Linked DNA regions of Sus scrofa: all the other regions are linked to region 1. The links are chromatin contacts, called in public Hi-C maps. All regions are on one chromosome and are shown on one strand. Each heading gives the region's core, a stretch centred on a gene start, on an enhancer-like site or on the middle of the called end of the contact. The rest is flanking DNA. Distances are from core to core; before and after follow the strand shown.

Region 1 (4,698 bases), core at 1,401-3,900:
GTGAACACAGGGGTGTGCATGTCTTTTTCAAGGAAAGTTTTGTCTGGATATATGCCCAGAAGTGGGATTTCTGGGTCATATGGTAGTGCTATATTTAGTTTTCTGAGGTACCTCCATGCTGTTTTCCATAGTGGTTGTACCAATTTAAATTCCCACCAACAGTGAGGGAGGATTCCCTTTTCTCCACACCCTGTCCAGTATTTTTTACTTGTTGACTTGTTAATCATGGCCATTCTGACTGGTGTGAAGTGGTACCTCATTGTTTTGATTTGCATTTCTCTAATAAACAGTGATGTTGAGCATTTTCAGTGATTTTGGCCATCTGTATGTCTTCTTTGGAGAATTGTCTATTTAGGTCTTCAACTTCTGGTCCTTTTGTATCCTTTATTATTTGCTCTTTGAGGGCAGGAATTTGGTGCATTGACAGATAGTATTTGATTCTCAACTGTTATAATCATTAATGGGTTAATTAGTTATTTCATTTAGCCCATACTTGTGGAGTGGAAAGACCCTCAACTTGGAGTCGCATATGATACTTGAGCCCTGAAGCACTAAACCAGTTGTCCAGCTTCTCCATGTTTGTTTCCTCCTCTGTATAAAGTCAGGGTTAGAGGGTGCTATGAATACAAAACCTTCACATACTTATTCTGTAAAATCATTAGGGTCGAAGTTGGGACTATGACTTCGGAATTTCTTCTGAACCTACCACCAAAAGATGTTCTTGAAACTCAAAGTATATTTCCACTGTGATTGAATTTCTGACTTACAAAAGAGAGACTTTGGTTTTCATCTTATTGAAGACCAGGGGACAACCTATGGTGATCAAACAGTAGCATGAAACAGAGAAAAGGAAGTAACTGTCATCTGGCTTCTGTGAGCTTGGACAAGTCCATTTACTCCCAGACCTCAGGCTTAGCTGCACAGTGAGGTGGCAGATCTGAGCCCCATTTCAGTGAGCCTAAGAGTCTAATATTCTGTTTGTTGAACCACACTACAGGATAAAAAGTCCAGCCATGAATTCCATAGAGGAATGATTTATGCTGGCTTGGGGACATGAGAGCCTATAAATCAGAGGTGCAAAGACATGAGTATGGATGACGAAATTCATTGAACATTTCCTCTAGGAGGTGTCTCTTTGTGGGTTGTGTGGCACTTATATTCATTCTTGTCTTTTTCATAGACCTCAGTTTCTAGATTTCATGGTGTTATGTATAATTATGCTTAACTTTTTTCCTGTTTTTTTTTCAGTGCATGGACTCTGTGTTTTTCCTCTTCCTGCCTCACTGTGCCTTATGCAAAATAGACATGAATTGTCCTTCTGTTGGATGAATTCACTCATTCATTTATAGTAGTGACACTGTGGTCCAGGGTGGAGTGAAAAAAAGAATATCAGGGTCAGAAGGTCAGGAATTTACAGTATAACTTCCTAGTTATGTGAACCTGAAAAATCCAAGTAGCCTCTCAGCCTTAGAATGCAAAAATGTTGAACAGTGATTTTGTTAGGGTCTTGGGATTATAGGTATGATTTTTTTTTCATTTCTCCATTTTTCAGATGTTCTGAATCATGATTCTCTTGCTTTAAATGGGAGCCTTGAAAAAATTGCGGTGTCGTCTTAATACTGGCTGGGTCTTATTGGCTTCCTTGGCAAGTCCTCCCTTCCTGTTCAGTCTCAAGACCAAGGACCTACCCCAAACCCTCCCCACCTCACCCCACTCTGCCACTCCAGCCATGGTCCACTGGCTTCCTTCACGATCACCTTCATCACACTCAGAATCCTTCACCAGATCTCTCTTTTGCTATCTCCTCAGAACTAATTCCTGTGCCTCACCTTCAACCCCATGATGGTGTAACTGCATATTCTTCTCAGCCAGTACCAAAGCATCTTGAGCCCATCTTAGCCAGTCTTCAGCACTAATTTAGGATCCACAGCAGAGAGGCCACAACCAACCAGAAAACATGTACTTTGGCTCATACGGTATTCTTAGAAAGACTGAGCCAACCTTTAAAAGCTGAGCTTTCACATTAAAAACCCAAATTTCAACTTTTTCCTTTTAAATAAGAAGACTTAGCAACACAGATCCTTCATTCCCTCAAAGCTACAATAAGAAAACTGTTGACAAAAGCTAAAAATCAGCTGTCCCTCTTAGATGGAGCCTATGGTCCCATCACTCACAGCAGGACCTCTGCTGGCTCTAGGGCACCTTCTAGACAAAGTAGGGAAAGGAATTTTTTCCTCGGTGCAGAGGCAGCCCCACCCAAAGTGCACATCTTGGCAAGGCCAGCAAAGGCTGGATGGATTTCAGTGTGCGCTCTCACTAAGGGCCAGCTGGCATGACCATAGGCATCAGCAGTGCCCCCACAGCAAAGGCAGTTATGTGCCTAGCCTCTGCAGGCTCATGTATAAACTGTACAGAATCATGGCATCTGGCTCCAATGCCATTTATCTGTGGTTCTCCCAGCTCTGCCCTCTACTTTGTCTGCAAGCTTGCTTTCCCAGTCACAGGATGGCTGCCAGAGCTGAGAGTGCTGCCTGCCCCTTCGTTCACCTGCAGATGGAGAGAATTGCCTTCCCACAACCCTAACAAGAGCCCTGAGCTCTGCTCCATTGAATCACTCCTAAGCCAAGCCATTTTGGCCAGGACAATGCCCGGCATCAATTGGCTCGGGTTTAGGGTATCAGAACAATTCACTAAGGCAAAGTGGAGTGTTTCTCAATAAAGGTATGACTAACATTTGCCCCAGACAATTCTTAGCTGTGCTCTAGTGGCATATCTCATGGCCACATTTAGCATATCTGGTACCAACCATCATGTGCCAGCTCTGCAACGCAGTCACTGGGGTAACCAAAAATTCCCACATACTGGTTATATCCAGATACTCATTCACCCAAAGGTCTAGCCGAACTCAGTAGGCTACAACACGGTGGTGAGGGGTAGTTGCTTAAAAACAAAGTCTGGTTCTATTAGGAAGATGGGAGAGTGAGAATTAATTCTGGAAGAGCAATCCACAAATATTCATCACACTGTCTTCTAGATAGGAAAGAAGATAAAACCATGGATGCTAAGTGTTTAACATGTGATTCCTCTTCAGATGTGCTCCCGGTTACTATGGAAACCCCTTGCTGATTGGAAGCACCTGTAAGAAATGTGACTGCAGTGGAAATTCAGATCCTAACCTGATCTTTGAAGATTGTGATGAGGTCACTGGCCAGTGTAGGAATTGCTTACGCAACACCACTGGATTCAAGTGTGAGCGCTGCGCGCCTGGCTACTATGGGGATGCCAGGAGAGCCAAGAACTGTGCAGGTACAGTGTGTGGTACTGCAGCAGCTGCCTAATCAGCGAATGTATGGTAGGAGCAGCTTCTCTGTTAAGGCTGAATTTAGATAAATTTATCTTGAGGAAATATTGCAAGTACCCCCTTGACACTTTTCCAGCACAGTCTCAGGTATGTGCATCCCATACTTGCAGGGATAGGTATTTTTATCAAGACTAATGTAACTTAGCTCGTGAGTAGAATGAACCATGAGACACTAACACTAGTGAACTGTTGTCTTATATTCTTTATGTCCTTCCAGTTTTGATCAGAGGAGGAAATCAGACTTCTCTAGATTACCTATCATTGACTGAGGACTGAATGAAAGTTTGCAGGTTCACATCAGTTTTCTTATTCTGCAAGCTGTGTCCCTTTTTTCAGTATGTTTGGTAAAATTGACATTTCAATGAAATAGATTAGCAAGCCAGGGATAGTTTAACCATCTCCTAACTTCCTCAAATTATCAGAATAAATATTTCAAAGATAGTATAAGAAATCTTCCCGGTTAGACTTCAGTTAGACTGAAAGGTACAAATTTTATTCAGGATTTCTCCAATCCACTTGCCGGTGGAGCTCTTTAGAAATAAAGTGGCCTTCCTTTAGGACTAGAGGAAGGCTAAGCCTGAATATTCCTTCTTTTATCAGACTTTGAGGGGAAGAAGAGTGAGGAAGAGGTATTGTGCTCTTGTGGCATGCTTCTGTTGGAGATTCTTTCAGTGAAACAGGTCAATCTCACTTGAAGAAACTTTTAGAAGTGAAGAGCTTGAAATTAAAAAGGAAATGGATTCAATCTACAGAAGTTACAGTAGAATAAACATTCTCCAAGAAAGCTATGTGCACAGACACATAACCCCAAAAACGCAGGGAAGAGAGTTGTTCTGTGCCTTTAGACTAAAAAGACAGGAGACGTCGGAAAGAGTATTGGCAAAATCAGAGACTTAAACATTGACATGCTAAATTCACAGTTAAATTACATAGGTGCAGATCACTCTTAAAAAAGAAGCTAATGTTAGAAGCAATAAAGCATGATCTTGCTGAATTGTTTAATAAATCTGCATTTTGTGGAATATTAAACAGCCAAAATGTAATAAGTGTACGTCCCCTTTAAAGCTAATTTTTTTATTATTCTATAAAGACAGTTAAGAGGTGGAGGGAAATTCACAATTCTATTCCAGCTTATTGCTAGCCTAGATATTTTAATAAATCATTTTTAAATATTAAAAATTAATTTCCATTCCAAAACTCAGTGGAAAATGAACAGTTTGGTGAGACTGAGGTTTTGTTTTTGTTTTTTTCCAAAAAGCATTCTTGAAAATCATCAGTAGATTAATAATGAGTTCTCAAGTCTTCTAAATTCATGTAAATATGTTCCCACTTCTTTC
Region 2 (4,698 bases), core at 1,195-3,694, 120 kb before region 1:
CCAACATGCAAGTACATGTACTTGCACATCTGCACGTGCACGCACACACACCTAGCCCCTCAGTGGTAGTACATCAACTCTGCTAACTAGGCAGACATTCAACCAGGGAATGAAGTGTCAGTCTGCCTTTCTTTAGCTGCCTCCCAAGACAGAAATGATTCCATTAGATCTCTTTCTCTTGCCTTCAGGAAAGGAGGTGAAGAGAGGAAATGACCCCTTCACTACCCACAAAGGCTTTTCTTCTCAATTTTATTACATCATCAGGGGATGAGAGAGAGTGGAGCAGTAACACCAGGTTTGCTGGAATAATCCATCTCAGGAAAGCCTCCAAAGCAATAGCAGGTCCCAGTAGCTGCCATTCTCAGGGCTTAGAACTTGGGGGACGATCTCAGCTCTGGGTCTCACTGATGAGGATGGGAGAACAGAAAATTGCACCCAGGCCCTGATGTTGCACTGTTACAAGATTAAGAAATTAATACCAAGAGAATGGAAGATGTTTGCCCAATATCAAATAAGAGCTGTGATTTTAAATACCAACACCATGCTCTTTCCACTGGTTCCTGATAAGTCAACTTACCTACCTACCCATAACCTGAAAGCTTTTGAGGATGATGACTCCAGGAAAATGAGAGGGATCAGACACATTTTGCAAGCACAGCCACCAGTTTATCTCAGTGACTACGTCTATGTGCTTTTTACAAATTGATATGATTAGCCACAGTGCTGAATGCTGAGCCTAACTCATTCGCCACTTACAAGCATTTCAGCGTGTTATGTTTCTTTAAGAGAAAAAATAGAATTCACTCCCCATTATCCACAGTATCCATTACTTCACAGATTTGACTGGTGGAACACTGGGGCAAATGCTAAAGTGCATTAATACAACCAGCAAGGAAATGGGGAAGAACTTTCCTTGAGAACACTGTTCTACATACTCAAGACATTCTAACCTGTAGCCACAGACAGCTACACTTAAGCTCCCTGTGCCTTCAGAAAGATCAAGCTGGAGATCATCTTAAGTAAACATTTATTTTTACTTAAGGTCTATACAAGCAAAGGGAGATAGACTGTTTCACCATTAGCTAAAGCATTTGGTTCATCTCCAAGGAACAAACCAAGATCCTTTGCAGACATGTTTAGAGGTAGGACACTGAGCATTTACTTAAATCTTCAAGTTACTGAATATTTATGCAATCTTTCATTTTACTGGGGATTAGAGAGTCTGCCTACATGGAAATACAACTCTGAGAAAGCCAGGCCAGAGCTATGACCAGGAGGTCCATAAATACCACTGGGTCAAATGAAGGTGCTTTAGAGGCAATTCAAGTCAAACATTACTTCAGCAAACAAGTATTTGGTGAGCACCTGCTCTGTGCTGAGCTCTGTGCAGGGGTTGTAAATCATGACTCAGTATAACTTCTCTGTGAGCCAGAAGGATTTTCTATTTACTTTCCTCTAAAGGCACAATGCAGAGATGTTGTGGTTTGGCCAAACTCTCAATGCTTTGTTCATCCTTGTTATTGCACTGATCCATGCTGCTAGGTCCAAGATCTTTGGTGCTTTCCAGATGGGATGTTGGCTTTCCCTCTTTTGATATAATCCATTTTGAGCTGGCACCAGCTTGGAAATCCTTGCTTGCCTCACTTAATTGAAATGTTAGTCCAGTTCCCTATCTAGGTTTGTTTTTGTTTGTTTGTTTAGGTTTTTTTTTTTTTTTTGTAAATAATGGAGGAAAGGAAAAAAAGCAGGAAGAAAGGGAAGCTAAGGTTAATTCTAGCCCCTTGGTTTATAGTCTTAATCCATGGCATTCTGAAGTGGATTTAACATGCCCTTCTCCAGATGCTCCATTTTGCATGCTAAGGAGTCCCAAAGAAATGTTCAAGCACCACTACCAAAGTATCTCATTGTGGTCAGATGATGCATTTCCCTTATTTATAAGTGTGTCTTCTTCCCCCTTGACAAGAGGTCAATATTTAATGGATGAATGGAAAAATAAACAAATGTCCAAAGAGGCAAGCTCGGTGTTTTAAGTGCCTGCTCGCAGGAGCTAATGACCCATGACACCTGAGGAAAAAAGACAAAGGCACAAAGAAAAGGTTCAGCAGAGGGGTAGAGCTGCTCAGACACAACATTATTGGCCAGGGGATAATCTCTAGATTTATAACATTTAAAGCATGCAGCAGAAACAATAGAGGCTGTGAAACCTAGATCTTTCCTATGACTTGGAATAATGAAAATTTAACCAACTTCCTTCGTAGAATGAGCTCAGTCCTGTTTAATACAAAGAACCAAGCTATTCTTTCATTAGACATAAGATCAAAAAATAACAACACAGAAAGTAGAAGAGAGAAGATAAGCAGTGGGGAAAGGGAAAGGGAGGTAGGAGGAAGAGAGGAGGAGAGACTGAGAGACACACAGAGAGACGCAGGTGGGGGCAAAGAGAGAGAGACTAATTTCTTCCCCTAGAGCTAACCTGGGGATATAGACTCATTAAATAGAGAGTGTGTCTCTACTTGAGAGATGGCATTAGGCTTGAAATAATGCCACGAATAAGACATCAATTTTCTGCTAGTGCCACTATGAAAAGATGAAGAGTTTCCCATGGTTTGGGGCAGCTTAGTGATAACCAGGAATCTGCAGTCTGTTTGCCAAGTTTATTTCAGAAATGGACAAGGGATGAAATGAAACAAAAAAATTTATGTTCCCCTTTGGTCCCCAGCTGAAACATCAAGCTCCACTGTGAGAGATGAATGCACTCTCGTTCCCTGGAGTGTTCTGTTCTCAAGAATAAGTGCTTGCCTGCTCCAGGAGAACGGTATTTGGTAGAAAATGCAACTGTGTGTAATCCAACTAATGGACATCATTACAATGTCTGTGTTTCACTTTAAAATACTTCAGTACAAACAGCGAGTGTTAAAGTAAAGCCTTAGGCGTAGCGCGTTGTCCTAAGCAGAAATTCCTACCACCGGGATTGTCAGTAAGCTACTTAGTGGTTAAGTGTAAATCCACACTCCAGAGGAGGCTAGAACAAGCCTCCTTTTCTCCAGCCACACCAGAGACTTAGGAAATTAGTGTAATGAATATTAGGAATGGGCTTTCAGTGGTGAAACTAATGGCAACCTAGATATACAGAGAAGATGAAATAAGTTTCAAGAGACTCTCCGCCTATAATAAAAACTTAACCTGATCTGTAGACTGTTGCCCTGTGTCCTATATCAGCTGAAAGTTCACAAGACTTCTGTTTGCCTGACATAACCTATTGGGATAACAGAATCCTGCCACCAGGAAATCAGTGTGTCTGCCTCAATTAAACCTTCCATGTGATGGGTAGTTAAACCACTTAACGTCAGAGAGCTAGGACCTCCTCAGCCTTAAAGAGTAGGATAAGCTGGCCTGGACCTGCTTAGTAATAAATGTCAATGATCATCTATATGTGACTCAAAATTTTGTTTGAGAATTTCTTTTTTTTTTTTTTTTTATTTTCCCACTGTACAGCAAGGGGGTCAGGTTATCCTTACATGTATACATTACAATTACATTTTTCCCCCACCCTTTCTTCTGTTGCAATATGAGTATCTAGACAAAGTTCTCAATGCTATTCAGCAGGATCTCCTTGTAAATTTCTTTCATCATCGCTTCATATCAAGGTGATGAGAAAAGAGCATCAAACCGTGGGAATCTCCTATTATCTACCAAAACTAATTTAAGAGTTGGGCATTTCCAAAATGGCCTGGCTCAATCTGCTATAGACAATCAAGTTGAACAGTAAGAGCTGCTGCTGCTTTCAAATTTGTCTCAGATATGGTATGTTCAGCTCAAAGAGAGTTCCCTGGAGCAGCAGGCTGCTCAGCCTGAATGGTAACAATTCTGGCTGCTTATTATGGAGACTATCCCTGCTGTGACTTTGGCCTAACCCTCATGGTTGCTGAAATGAGTTGCCTCATGCCACAATGGCCAGTTGGTTCCCAGTAATGAACATTGCTTTCAGCACTTCAAGGCTGCTTTTATTTCCTATACTACAAGATTTATATGGCCAATCTCTCTCTCTCCCCCGCCCACCTCTCCCTTTCTGTCTCTCTCTCTCCATATGTATACATACATGTACCTAGGATATTAATGGGGAAGATTAGGAATAATGAGGGAGATCAGTGTACATTTTAGACAGAATGTATCCCACCATAATGAGCACTGGCTCCCAAGAATGACAAACGTGCAATTAACAGTTCAATATTAAACCATTTTAAACACACAGCAGCAACATAGCTTGTGTTCAACAAATAAATTCTTAGCTGAGACTGAATAGTAACTTTGAAAGAGAAATAATCCAGAGTGTTTGATTCAAAATTTGGAAGGTTCAATGAGGGCACACAGGCTCATCACAACTAACATTTTTTTTTTTTTTTTTTTTGTCTTTTTGTCTTTTCTAGGGCCACATCTGTGGCATATGGAGGTTCCCAGGCTAGGAATCAAATCGGAGCTGTAGCTGCTGGCCTACACCACAGCCATAGCAAATTGGGATCCAAGCTGCATCTGCAACCTACACCACAGCTCATGGCAATGCCAGATCCTTAACCCACTGAGCGAGGCCAGGGATCAAACCCGCAACCTCATGGATCCCAGTTGGATTCGTTAACCATTGAGCCATGACAGGAACTCCACAACTAACGCTTTTAAGCATGTTTCCTTAGAGGGTCTCAT
Region 3 (4,698 bases), core at 1,465-3,964, 70 kb before region 1:
CATCATGGCTCAGTGGTTAAAGAACCCGACTAGGATCCATGAGGACGAGGGTTGGATCCCTGGCCTCGCTCAGTGGGTGAAGGATCCGGCATTGCTGTGAGCTGTGGTGTACGTCGCAGATGTGGCTCTGATCCCGCACTGCTGTGGCTGTAGCGTAGGCTGGCAGTTACAGCTCCAATTGGACCCCTAGCCTGGAAACCTCCATATGCTATGGGTGAGGCCCTAAAAAGACAAAAGACAAAAAATAATAATAATGATGATGATTCTGTGATTTTTTTAAAAAAAGACTTTAGGAGTTCCCGTCGTGGCGCAGTGGTTAAAGAATCCGACTAGGAACCATGAGGTTGCGGGTTCGGTCCCTGCCCTTGCTCAGTAGGTTAGGGATCCGGCGTTGCCATGAGCTGTGGTGTAGTTCGCAGATGCGGCTCGGATCCCGCGTTGCTGTGGCTCTGGTGTAGGCCGGTGGCTGCAGCTCCGATTGGACCCCTGGCCTGGGAATCTCCACAAGCAGTGGGAGCGGCCCAAGAAATAGCAAAAAGACAAAAAATAAATAAATAAATAAAAGACTTTAATTTAAAATAGAATAGTTAGATAGTAAATATTGAGCACTGTCTCTATGCCGGGTTGTGCTAATACTTTATTCACATTATTTCATTTACAACTCATGAGGGGCATCATCATTCCATTTTACAGATGAGGAAATTGACATTCAGAGAGACTAAGTTCTGTCAAGCTCCCAGAACCACTGTAAACAGACCTAGGGTTTGAAGTCTATTTTATTCCATATAAAACCCATGTTCCTGTGTGTTACGCTCTTTTGCTTCAAAAATAATAATAATGTCTGCAGAAAGAAGATGAGGGGAGTTAGAAGCATATTTTTAATCAAAAATTAAAAATTCATAGGTCTTGCATAAATGCACTCCTACCCCCACTGCTCAGGCCTCTTAAAGAATCTAAACTGGTGAGGAAAGATGAAAAGAGACTCTGGGTCAAACAAAAAGTGTAAGACTAATTGACAGTTAAAGAAGAATGGGACATAATCCTTCAGAAAACAAATGTGAATAGCTTTTGCATATTGATGAGGTCTATATCTGAAGTCAGAATATGATGTGTATATTATTATTATTATTATTATTATTATTATTACTACTAAGGTTTTTTTAAAAGCAAAAGTGGGACAGGACATTTAGCATCATTTCTTCCTCTTCGGAGGTTGGCCATCTTGTCTCCCAATATAAGTCTCTTGAAAAATTAACCAAACCCACACATACTTTTTTAAGTTCTTTTACTTAATTTAGTGGGTTAACCAGCTTATTTGGAAGATGATCATAATTGAGCTTAATGGTTCATTGTAACACTGTTTTTATATCTTAAAATGAAAACATTACAGATACTTTAGGATGTATGAAAACTTTTTGCTTCTTCCAGCTTGGCACTTTTGTATCATACCATCTTATTGTTGAAAATCATTGACCTGAGCATCAGATTTACCTGGGTTCTAGTAGCACTTTTACCACACACCCATTACCAAATATGTATAACAATACCTATCTCATAATAGTGAAAATGGAAATAAACAAGATAATTTATGAAAACTTTTTGGCACCTAGAAGGTACTCAAAAAAATGAGGGTGCCATCTCTTCTAACTCTGAATTTGTGACCTTTATTTTGTGAGTTTCCATGTGGAATAGACATGAAAGATAGTTTTGGAAGCAGTGAGGATCAGATTCAGCTTTCTACCAGCTTTTACTTGGGCAAATGCCCTAGTCTCTCAGAACCTCCCTTTCTTCTTCTATAAAAAGGAAATAATAATTCTATTTTTCAAAAATGCTGTGAGGACTACAAATAACACATAAAAAGTATCAGGCATATGGTAGGTGCAAAATAAATGGCTGCTTTGTTTATCCTTGGATAAAATGATTTTTGTCCTTTAAATAGAGCTAATGGATAGGTTTTATTAAAACTTTTTTTTTTTTTTTTTTTTTTTGTTTGATTGTAAGCAATTTCAAACACCCAGAAACTTAAGTGGCATTTTATGGTTATCTCATCTAGTCCTTTTGAAGCCATGTGTGCGTCTCCTGGGAAAGTTTAAGGCTCCTTATGAAGCTAATGACTGCAAAGGTACCTATCAACTGTAGTGGCCATTGACCCATCCATATGGGTACCCCTCATAATTGTAGCTCAACTTGGCTCCAAAGTCTTGGAAGGTTACATGACTTAGACACATGCAGTAGCATGAGATTACAGGCCAAGAGGAAGAGGTTGGGGCTGTGAGCAGTATATTTGACAGGCTCATACACTGCAAGCCTTGTTCCTGGCCCTTTACAAAGCACCTCTTTAGGACGAAAACAAGATGTTCTTTGTCAATAAAAGTTCATGCATTTCAGTAATGAAGTCATTTTCCAGTGCTGCAGTGAAACATATTCTTCTCCCAAGCCCTCTGGGTGAGGACTGTCGGGAGGAAGAGGGTGGCCAGCCAGTCTCCAGGGAAGGTAGGAGCACAAAGAGGGCAGCAGCCTGTCTCTAGAAAAGGAGAAACTTTGTACAAGAAAGTGGGTGCCCTCCCCCCCCTGCCATCTGGGAGCCTCCACCTCCCAGCTCCAGCCAGGAATCCCTTTTACACCCACTTTCCTGCAAACTAGCTGGGCCACATAAAAGATCTACATAAATACAGATAAGACATCCGGCACCTTGGCTAAACAAATAAGAGATGTGAGGAAGCAATCACAAAAGCTGAATATTCATCTGGGACCCTTGAGGGGCCCCAAACTGAAAGGGGAGGGGAGGTCGCGAGGAAAGCCCCGCCAGTAGTGTCAGAAAGGCCTGCTTGGAGGGGGAGGGCCTGGAAGTGAAGGTAAAAAGGGAGCGGTGAGAATGGGTGTGGGAAGGAAGCCAGGGCAGCGTAGCCCTCAGTCGGCCCTCAGTCAGTCAGGGACAGGAGGCGGCCGGCGGCGCTCTCAGGACTCGCCCCAACCCCACCCGCCTTTTGATGCTCAGCTTTAAGCTCCATCCATCTGTACATTCTTCAGCCAGAGCCTCTGGGGAGAGAGAGAGAGAGAAAGTGAGAGAAACAGAGGGGGAAGACAGAAAGAGGGAAGAGGGGGTGGGGACAGGCTCTGGCTTACTCTCTCACTCTCCCTTTTTCTACTAAGTTGCTCCGCGGGCTGACTTGAGTTCCCCCATCTGGATACTGCAGAGGCAGAGAAGGTAAAATAAGCAGGGAGGCACCGCCGCACTACGGGGAGGGACCGGCGAGGACCAACAGTGGCTGAGCCCCTGAAGGAGCCCTGTCGGATGTCAGCGGAGAGATGGCTTTGAGCTCAGCCTGGTGCGCAGTCCTGCCCCTGTGTCTCCTCTGGGGCGCCGCCTGCTCCCGCGCCGCGTCCGGGGACGACAGCGCTTTTCCTTTTGACATTGAAGGGAGTTCAGCGGTCGGCCGACTAGACCCGCCTGAAACCAGCGAGCCCCGCGTGGGTCCAGGAAGCCTGCCTCCTGCTACCCAGGTACAGTGTCCCTGCCATTGTCACCCTGCTGGGGCACCTGTGCCCGGTGCGCTGTATGTACCACACTTGTCTCTCTCTCTTCCCTCTTTCTTCCTTTCCCCATCCGCCTTGAGAATTTCACTGGAACCAGGTCACCTCAGAAACTTGAAATAAAAGTTTCACTTTGTAGGCTGGATTTGGACATAGTGAGTTGAGAGCTGAGGCCTTGGAAAGCATGTCCCTGTTCAAGCTGGCAAAGGACACGTGTCCTGATACTTTAAGTAAGCTAGACTCCTACCTGGAGCTGCAGTGGCACGTCTATGATTTTGTGCCACTTATATGTCTCAGGGAATCATGTTTGTCAAGCCACGCCACTTAAAGTGTGTGCCCTGGCACTAGCTTGCTGCTTCTCTGTGATGTTAGGACAGTGAGAACAATACTACAGGGCCAATCCTTTTGTCACAGATTAAACAGAAGGTCCTTGGAGGGTGAAAGCACTAAAGAAGCTGTTAGGACACTGCAGAGCAGATACCTTAAATAGACAGGAGCCATTATATTCCAGAAACAAGAAGTTGTGGTGAAAGTCAAGCCCCATCCCAAATGTAAAAATGCTGGGGATATGCTGTTAATAATATGCTTATTCAAAGAGCTGCTGTTTGAATCCCTTACAATGACATTTATGTTGAAAGCATAACCAAAGTGTAGAAATTGGGTAAAGGAGGATGAATCCAGAGTAAGTGATTTAAGGGTCCCCTGAGCCGAGATGGACCACAGCATGTCCAGTGCGTGGGAGATACTAAGGAGGAGGAAAATGAAGTCACCTAAGTTCATGGGAAAGGAAAGACCAGTTGACCTAACAACACACACACACACACACACACACACACACACAAAACCCTGTAGCTATGGTTACAGCAGCTATAGAACCAAAGCAGTTATGGGGTTATTGATACCCTTTCTCACAGCACTGAAGTCTAAATTATTGCTATTAATCTTACTAATTGTTAGTATAAGTGTAGTAATTAATTACTACAGATAAAATAAGATGGATGAAGATGGTCCTTCTCCAGGAGTGAGCCCTATGCATGCATGCCAGCAAATGAAGGGAGAATGGGTAGGGCCAGAGCATACCAACCTCCAGTGTGGTGTGAAATGTAATCCCCATGAGAAAGAGGGGCACACCTTCTGGTCAGCTTTGTCCCCAGACATGGGGAG

Evidence for each region. Hi-C and Micro-C count contacts between places; a contact is called where the count stands out from the background.
Region 2: a contact with region 1 is called in a Hi-C map of omental adipose tissue, with 2.0 times the contacts expected there. The contact joins two enhancer-like sites. A contact is called at or near these places in 19 of 47 Hi-C or Micro-C datasets (adipocytes, alveolar macrophages, embryonic fibroblasts and 11 more) and 1 of 2 datasets of contacts at active chromatin or transcription factors (skeletal muscle).
Region 3: a Hi-C map of subcutaneous adipose tissue shows a contact between it and region 1, with 1.5 times the contacts expected there. The contact joins the promoter of LAMA4 here to the enhancer-like site in region 1. A contact is called at or near these places in 2 of 5 promoter capture datasets (liver and skeletal muscle), 4 of 47 Hi-C or Micro-C datasets (embryonic fibroblasts, heart right ventricle, retroperitoneal adipose tissue and 1 more) and 1 of 2 datasets of contacts at active chromatin or transcription factors (skeletal muscle).

What each region holds. Positions count from the first base shown.
Region 1 is chr1:78,152,278-78,156,975 of Sscrofa11.1, reverse strand. It overlaps LAMA4 (laminin subunit alpha-4), which reads left to right. Exons shown (of 41, transcript XM_013992761.2): 6 at 3,092-3,306. Among named protein-coding and RNA genes, the nearest start is that of LAMA4, 70 kb to the left of the region's middle. Within about 2 kb of position 2,650, at least 2 of the 83 cell types and tissues checked have an H3K27ac peak or open chromatin away from gene starts, as enhancers often do. A contact at or near this core is called in omental adipose tissue, where this site is marked.
Region 2 is chr1:78,270,862-78,275,559 of Sscrofa11.1, reverse strand. No RefSeq gene overlaps it. Among named protein-coding and RNA genes, the nearest start is that of RFPL4B, 39 kb to the left of the region's middle. Within about 2 kb of position 2,444, at least 12 of the 83 cell types and tissues checked have an H3K27ac peak or open chromatin away from gene starts, as enhancers often do. A contact at or near this core is called in omental adipose tissue, where this site is marked.
Region 3 is chr1:78,222,580-78,227,277 of Sscrofa11.1, reverse strand. It overlaps LAMA4 (laminin subunit alpha-4), which reads left to right and starts at 2,714. Exons shown (of 41, transcript XM_013992761.2): 1 at 2,714-2,855; 2 at 3,154-3,504. The coding sequence starts at 3,310.